Regions from separate parts of the Mus musculus genome. Here region 2 is linked to region 1. The links are chromatin contacts, called in public HiChIP or PLAC-seq maps. All regions are on one chromosome and are shown on one strand. The core of a region is the stretch at or near the end of the contact, and the rest is flanking DNA. Distances in the headings are between cores, read along the strand shown. Region 1 overlaps Rab10 (RAB10, member RAS oncogene family). Region 2 holds the start of I920046F24Rik (RIKEN cDNA I920046F24 gene).

What was found. HiChIP or PLAC-seq counts read pairs in DNA pulled down with a chosen protein or histone mark.
Region 2: a contact with region 1 is called in an H3K4me3 HiChIP or PLAC-seq map of bone marrow-derived macrophages, with 2.3 times the contacts expected there. The contact joins the promoter of I920046F24Rik here to the enhancer-like site in region 1. A contact is called at or near these places in 3 of 39 promoter capture datasets (embryonic stem cells and macrophages), 1 of 15 datasets of contacts at CTCF or cohesin (CD8 T cells), 5 of 484 Hi-C or Micro-C datasets (Th1 cells, centroblasts, centrocytes and 2 more), 10 of 115 datasets of contacts at active chromatin or transcription factors (CD8 T cells, bone marrow-derived dendritic cells, bone marrow-derived macrophages and 5 more) and 1 of 9 other capture datasets (adipose tissue).

Annotation. Positions count from the first base shown.
Region 1 is chr12:3,281,426-3,285,112 of GRCm38.p6, forward strand. All of the region lies in intron 1 of Rab10 (RAB10, member RAS oncogene family), which reads right to left. Among named protein-coding and RNA genes, the nearest start is that of Rab10, 27 kb to the right of the region's middle. Within about 2 kb of position 1,781, at least 74 of the 459 cell types and tissues checked have an H3K27ac peak or open chromatin away from gene starts, as enhancers often do. A contact at or near this core is called in CD8 T cells, Th1 cells, adipose tissue and 4 more, where this site is marked.
Region 2 is chr12:3,363,761-3,367,447 of GRCm38.p6, forward strand. I920046F24Rik (RIKEN cDNA I920046F24 gene) reads right to left here and starts at 1,813. Exons shown (of 1, transcript NR_164312.1): 1 at 1-1,813. Kif3c (kinesin family member 3C) reads left to right here and starts at 1,372. Exons shown (of 8, transcript NM_008445.2): 1 at 1,372-3,687. The coding sequence starts at 2,221.

The DNA.
Region 1 (3,687 bases), core at 531-3,030:
ACTGAGAAAATTTTAAGCACAAGACTAGCATCCTTGAAAATAACATACTGCATAAATAAATAACATTTTTATTAAAAAATAATGATAATAACATTATCCAGGGCTGGAAAGATGGCTCAGTGGTTAAGAGCACTGACTTCTCTTCCAGAGGACATAGATTCAATTCCCAACACCCACTTGGCAGCTCACAATTGTCTGGCACCCATTATCTTCTCACCTCCAAAGGTTCTGCATGAACATACTACAGACATACATACAGGCAATTTAATAAAATTAAATAACATTATCCAAAATAAAAGTAAAACTTAGTGAGAAAAGTGGCATGATGTTAAGGTTTTGTAACACTGATGTTACCTTGACAGACAGCGAGCAAGTTTTAAGTGCTTCCCCATTCAGTTTACTACAATGGATGTAGCATATAAAGAATATAAAGACATCCATCAATGGAATCCATTATATAAACAAACTCAAAGACAAAAATCACATCATCATCTCATTAGATGCTGAGAAAGCATTTGACAAAATCCAACACCCCTTCGTGATAAAAGTCATGGAAAGATCAGGAATTCAAGGCCCATATCTAAACATAAAAAAGCAATATACAGCAAACCAGTAGCTAACATCAAACTAAATGTCTCTATTTAGTTTAAACTCAAAGCAATTTTAAAAAAAAAAGAATATAAAGACAGAGAAAAAAATCAACTTGTATAAAGACATATAATATATATCTGGAAACTTTGTGTTTAGATAATTCTGTTCTTCTTAGCACTATAAAAATAAACCAGGTTGACTTCCAGTTCGAGTAATATACCCTCAGATATAGCCTTAGTCTGAGTACTGAACCACTATGCCCAGTACTAATTTCTTTTTCTGTAAAAGGTTTATTTCTTTATTATATATACATTATTATGCCTGCATATATGACTGCACACCAGAAGAGGGCATCAGACCTCATTACAGATGATTGTGAGCCACCATGTGGTTGCTGGGAATTGAACTCAGAATTTCTGGAAGAACAGCCAGTGCTCTTAACCTCTGAGCCATCACTTCAGCCCCATAATTTGTTAAAGATAGTTGTAAACTGGAATCTGAAGCCCTATTGCTGAACTTTATAATACTACACTGAAATCCATTAGTTATTTCACACTTTCAATAGGTCTTCTTGACACATGAGATTCTTAATGTCATGTACTGGCCATTTGGAATTACTGGTTTGAGTTACAAGTTCCTTAAAATGCTGACATACTTCATTATGTAATATGAAAAAAGCCACGTTTTCATCACTGTGGAACTGACCAGATATTTGCTTTTTGTTTCAAACAGTGTCTCTGAAGTTAAGCTGGCCTTGAAGGAACTTACAGTAGTCCTCCAGTCTCTACCTCACGAAGTGTTAGATTACAGGCATGAGCCCCCATGCAAGGAAGAAGAAAATTGAAGTATAGGAAAATATGCCACAGAGAATCACACAAGATTTCCAAAACTGTAAAGTATGAGTTTTATCAGCAGCAGCAAATACTGTCACTTGATTCATTTGTGAAAGTATCCACCAAGTCCTCAAGTCTGAAAAACCATTGTTTAAAAATAAAAAATAAAAGGGCTAATTGCAACTATCTCAAAGGTGCTTGTCCTTGGAAGAAGTTCTACTGTCTCACAATGAGGCAGCTGTTTCATAATGACTCCCCACGTACTCACACAAAAACAGGCACACAAAGGTCAAGGCTTACCACAACTCATTTTTTTCTGGGTTTTGTTTTGAGGGACAGCACATTTTTGCAACCTAGCATTGGCTGACCTAGTACTTGTTGCTTTGTAACACACAGGCTGATTGCTGGCTGGCCTAGAACTCCATGCCTCAGCCTCTAAGTGCTGGAATTACAGGATATGCTACCATTTTAGGGACATTCTTTGGGGTGCAGGGCAGTAAAGATAAGGACATTTAGAAGTAGTCAAACTAAACCTAAATGTTTCCAGTTCCGAAGTTTTCTATCACCACACTCAAGACCTGGCTATGATACACTTATATTATCAATGCATGTCACTAAGCTGCTTCTTTGGGCCTTCCTGTAAAAAGGCAATGGTTAACTTTTCAGAGATCAAAAGAAGAAAAGAAACAGTACTCCAAAAATTTCTAACAAACAAAATCAAATTCAAGAAGAAATAATCCTTGAGGCTCAACATAATACAAACTTGATTACATGATTATAAAAGTTTATATACCTGTGTAAAAATGAGCCAAAACCATATAAAATTAGATTTCTTCTTCAAATACCTGATTCTTGCCCCACTATTCTCTACTGCACTCTCAAACCTACATTGTGTAGCAAGCTCTCATCACAGAAAAGCAAAGGTGCATCCTTTATGTATTGTTGAAAATTCAGGAGACCATGAAGGCTAGATCCCATGATAAAGCCAAGGATGGAAAATTTCAAATCTAAAGAGTTCCAGAAAAAAAAATATATATATAGCTGTCCAGTATAGTTCAATGTAATAGGCGATGCAAAGTAAGGCTAAGACTGCCATTCAGCTTTCTCAAACCAAGATATTTACCAAAAATATCTGACCAGGCTAAGTATGGTGACTCATGCCTGTAATCTGTAATCCCAGCACTCATTCAGGAGGTTAAGACCTAAACCACATAGAACGTTTCAGGCTAACAAGACCTTGTCTCAAAAACCGAAAACAAAGTCAGGCACAGTGGTTCTCATCTGTGACCCCAGTACTTGAGAAATGGAGGAGGAGGAGCTCAAGATAACCCTCAGCTACACAGCCGAATTTGAGGCTAGCCTGGTCTATATGAGACTGTCTTGAAAACAAAAAACAGAAATCTGAGCAATTAAGGACATGTTATTGTTGCTGGAGACTGGGAAGTGAACCCAGACCCTTACAGGTGCTAGATGGGTACTCTATCTGCTATATCTCAGGCCTGTTTTATTACTTTCTTTTTGAGACAGATCTCCCTGAGTTCCTCAGACAGGCAGTGAACTGATACATAACCCAAAGTTTGGACTTGAGATCATCCAGTCTGAACTTTCCAAGTAGCTGGGATTAAAGGTATCTTCAACCATGACTGGATAGCTGAGATTTTTTTTTTTTTTTATGCCTTGCTATTATTCTCTAGCTATGCGTCAGTCTTAAATTAATACTCTTTTTCAATTCTGTAGGGGTTGGAGAGATGACTCAGAGGTTAAGAGTACATACTGTTCTCCCAGAGAACTTAACTCAAGTTCAGTTCCCAGCACTCATATCAGGCAGTTTACAACCTTCTCCTCTAACTCCAGCCCCAAAGGCTCCAAAGGCTCCAAAGGCTCTGGCCTCCACAAGCACCTGCAGATACTCACACTCATACATGGACACATATGTACCCCTGCCACACACAACTTAAAATAAAATTAGGGCCACAGACACGGCTAAACCATTAGGAACATGTACTATTCTTGCTGAGGAACTGTTCAGTTCAGTTCCCTGTACTCATGTCAGGTGACTGACAACTGCTTGTAAATCCAACTCCAGGGATCTGCACACACACACACATACACACACACACTTAAAACTAATAAATCTTATGCATTAAAAAAATAACTTTAATTAGAAAGGAAGAAATGGGGTTGGAAAGATGGCTCAGGTTTGCTCTTCCAGATAATCCAGGATCAATTCACAGTATCCTCATAGCAGCTCACACCTGTCTGT
Region 2 (3,687 bases), core at 563-3,062, 82 kb after region 1:
GGAGCGAGGCTGATCAGAGCAAGCAGCGGTCCTAAAAATTCAACTCCCAACAACCACACGAAGGGTCACAACCATCTGTACAACTACAGTGCACTCACATACATAAAATAAATAAATAAATCTTTTTAAAAATTTATCTACTTTTACTTATATGAGTACACTGTAGCTGTCTTCAGACACACCAGAAGAGGGCATCAGATCTCATTACGGATGGTTGTGAGCTACCATGTGGTTGCTGGGAATGGAACTCAGGTCCTTCAGAAGAGCAGTCAGTGCTCTTAACCACTGAGCCATCTCTCCAGCCCTAGAGTTTCTGATTTAATTTGCTTCTCTGTTGCTGTAATAAAACACTGCCCGCCAAGAGTAACTGGGGGAGGAGAGGGTTTATTTGCGCTGCAGGGTTCCGGCATCAGGACCTCAAGGCAGGAGCTTGAAGTAGCAATCATGGAGAGACATTATTTACTGGCTGGCTTCCAGACTTGCATTCTGCTATCTTTCTTATACAACCCATTACTACCTGCCCAGGGGATCACCTCCCACAGTGGGTTGGGCTCTCGCCTCCATCAATTAGCTATCAAGAATATACCCCACAGACCAATCAGATGCAGGCAATTCCTCAGTCGAGATTTCCTTTTCCCAGACATCTCTAGATTGTGTTGACAAAAATTAACCAGCACAGCTTCACAGATGATGAAATGCTTGTGCTGCCCAAGTGGCAGAGCAGTAGAGGAAGGACTGTAACAGGATCTCTGGGCAAAGGCACAAGGGTGCAACTGTCATTTCTATTACAGCCTGTTGTCTCCTTAAGAAGGGTTCGGCGCCTAGAATAGTGCCAGGGCTCCACGTGAGCTAGAAAAGTGTGTCAGCATGGTTTTTAGGAGTATAGACTGGATCAGAGTAGTGGAGGTAGGCTGAGAGGTCAGAAGATGGACAGGCCTTCCTAAGGTCATGGAGAAGTAGTTGGAGCCAGAGGCCATGTACAGACACAAGAGGTGGAATCAGTTAACTGTGCTTCCCGCAGAGCGTTAAAAGGAAGGCCAGGAGTAAACCAGACTAGGGAGAGAAAACACAGAGCCCAATAATGTTTAGGAGTTTAAGCTCTAGGAGGCCTGGTGACACCCTGAGAAATGGAGGACAGTGACATGTGCCCATCTGCAAGCAAAATGGTTGGAGCAGTGAGAAACCGAGAATGGCGGTTGCCGAGAGAACACGCGTGGGTAGTGCAGCCTCAGCAGACACACTCAGGGGTTGCATGTGGGAGGAGGGGCTCCCAGACTTGAGGACTGGAGAAAGCATTAGCAACCTGACAGAACCGGGTTAACAAAGGAAGGACTACATCTCCCAGCATGCTCGGGTTCGGTGGGGTGACGGCTGGCGGTGGCTGCGCCGCATCCGACTGGTGGGCGCGGGACCTGGGTGGGCACCGGAGCCTGTCATCCCTGAGGGGTCCGTGGGGTGCGGGCGGCGATGCACCGCTGTCCCTCGCCCAAGGGCCGCGCCGGGCTCTTGTTCCCCGCCCCGCGGCCCCGCCCCTTGCCCCACCCCAGACGGGAGACCTAACCCGGGCCGCAGCGCAGCGGCCGCAGCAACATCACTCTCACCGCCGCTGTTCCGCCCCATCCTTTTCTGTTTTTCTCTCATTCTCCGGTGGCGGCGGCGGGGAAGGCGAAGGAGAGGCAACAGCAGCCAGCCTTGGCTGCAATGAATGATCCTCCACCCGGAGGGGAGGACTCCAGGTGAGCCTCTGACCTCGGGAGGATCGGGACCCTCCGAGCCGCCCAGGACTCGCATCCCCCGCCATGGATCCCTAGGGGAAGGGAAAAAGGAGGAGGAAAAGACAGCTCTGCCGCCCACCCCCATCTCATTTTCCTCTTCCTTTATCTCATTGTTGCCGAAGCTGTAGCCGTAGCGCTCACTCTTGCTCCAGCATGGGGTGGATTCCAGGCACTACCCTTCGGCAGGAGCAGCTTGCGCGGTAACCTAGGGATTCTGCCTAATTCTACCTCTCCAGACTGTGCACAGAAAGCCGCGGAGAGCTGTGGAGGCCTGGACTGCAGCAGTCTCGGGGCCAACTCCCTGCATCCCCACCCTGGTAGGCTGCATGCGGATTGAAGAGAGGTGCCTGAGGGCTGGGCCAGCCCGACTGATCCCGACCTAGGAGTAGGGCAGAAGGACCGCCCAGGCTGCAGAGCGGCCCACCTGGAAGGACAGAGGTGCAAGATGGCCAGTAAGACCAAGGCCAGCGAGGCCCTGAAGGTGGTGGCCCGGTGCCGCCCCCTCAGTAGGAAGGAGGAGGCTGCTGGTCATGAGCAGATTCTGACCATGGACGTGAAACTGGGCCAGGTGACTCTGCGAAACCCCCGCGCGGCACCCGGGGAGCTGCCCAAGACCTTCACTTTTGATGCTGTGTATGATGCTAGCTCCAAGCAGGCCGACCTGTATGACGAAACGGTGAGGCCCCTGATAGACTCAGTGCTTCAGGGTTTCAACGGCACCGTATTTGCCTATGGCCAGACTGGCACTGGCAAGACCTACACCATGCAGGGGACCTGGGTGGAGCCAGAGCTCCGCGGGGTTATCCCGAATGCCTTTGAGCACATCTTCACCCACATCTCCCGCTCCCAGAACCAGCAGTACCTGGTTCGTGCTTCCTACTTGGAGATCTACCAGGAGGAGATCCGAGACCTGCTATCCAAGGAGCCAGGCAAGAGGCTAGAGCTGAAGGAGAATCCTGAAACAGGGGTCTACATCAAGGACCTCTCTTCCTTTGTCACCAAGAATGTCAAGGAGATTGAGCATGTGATGAACCTGGGGAACCAAGCCCGAGCAGTGGGCAGCACCCACATGAATGAGGTCAGCTCTCGGTCCCATGCCATCTTTGTTATCACAGTGGAGTGCAGTGAGCGTGGCTCTGATGGCCAGGATCATATCCGAGTAGGCAAGCTCAACCTGGTAGACCTGGCCGGCAGTGAGAGACAGAACAAGGCTGGTCCCAACGCAGCTGGAGGGCCAGCCACACAGCCAACAGCTGGTGGTGGGAGTGGAAGTGGCAGCGCTAGTGGTTCTGCCAGCAGCGGAGAGAGGCCTAAGGAAGCTTCTAAAATCAATCTCTCGCTGTCCGCCCTGGGCAATGTGATTGCTGCTCTGGCTGGCAACAGGAGCACCCACATCCCCTACCGGGACTCCAAGCTAACCCGGCTGCTCCAAGACTCACTGGGGGGCAATGCCAAGACCATCATGGTGGCCACACTGGGTCCAGCTTCTCACAGCTACGACGAGAGCCTCTCTACCCTGCGCTTTGCCAACCGAGCCAAGAACATCAAGAACAAACCGCGGGTGAACGAGGACCCCAAGGACACACTGCTGAGGGAATTCCAGGAAGAGATCGCTCGCTTGAAGGCCCAGCTGGAGAAGAAGGGGATGCTGGGCAAGCGACCTCGGAGAAAGAGCAGTCGTAGAAAGAAGGCCGTGTCTGCCCCAGCCGGCTATCCAGAGGGGTCCGTGATTGAGGCCTGGGTGGCCGAAGAGGAAGATGATAACAACAACAATCACCACCCACCCCAGCCCATCTTGGAGGCAGCTTTGGAGAAGAACATGGAGAATTACCTGCAGGACCAGAAGGAACGGCTGGAGGAGGAGAAGGCTGCCATCCAGGATGACCGCAGCCTTGTGAGTGAGGAGAAGCAG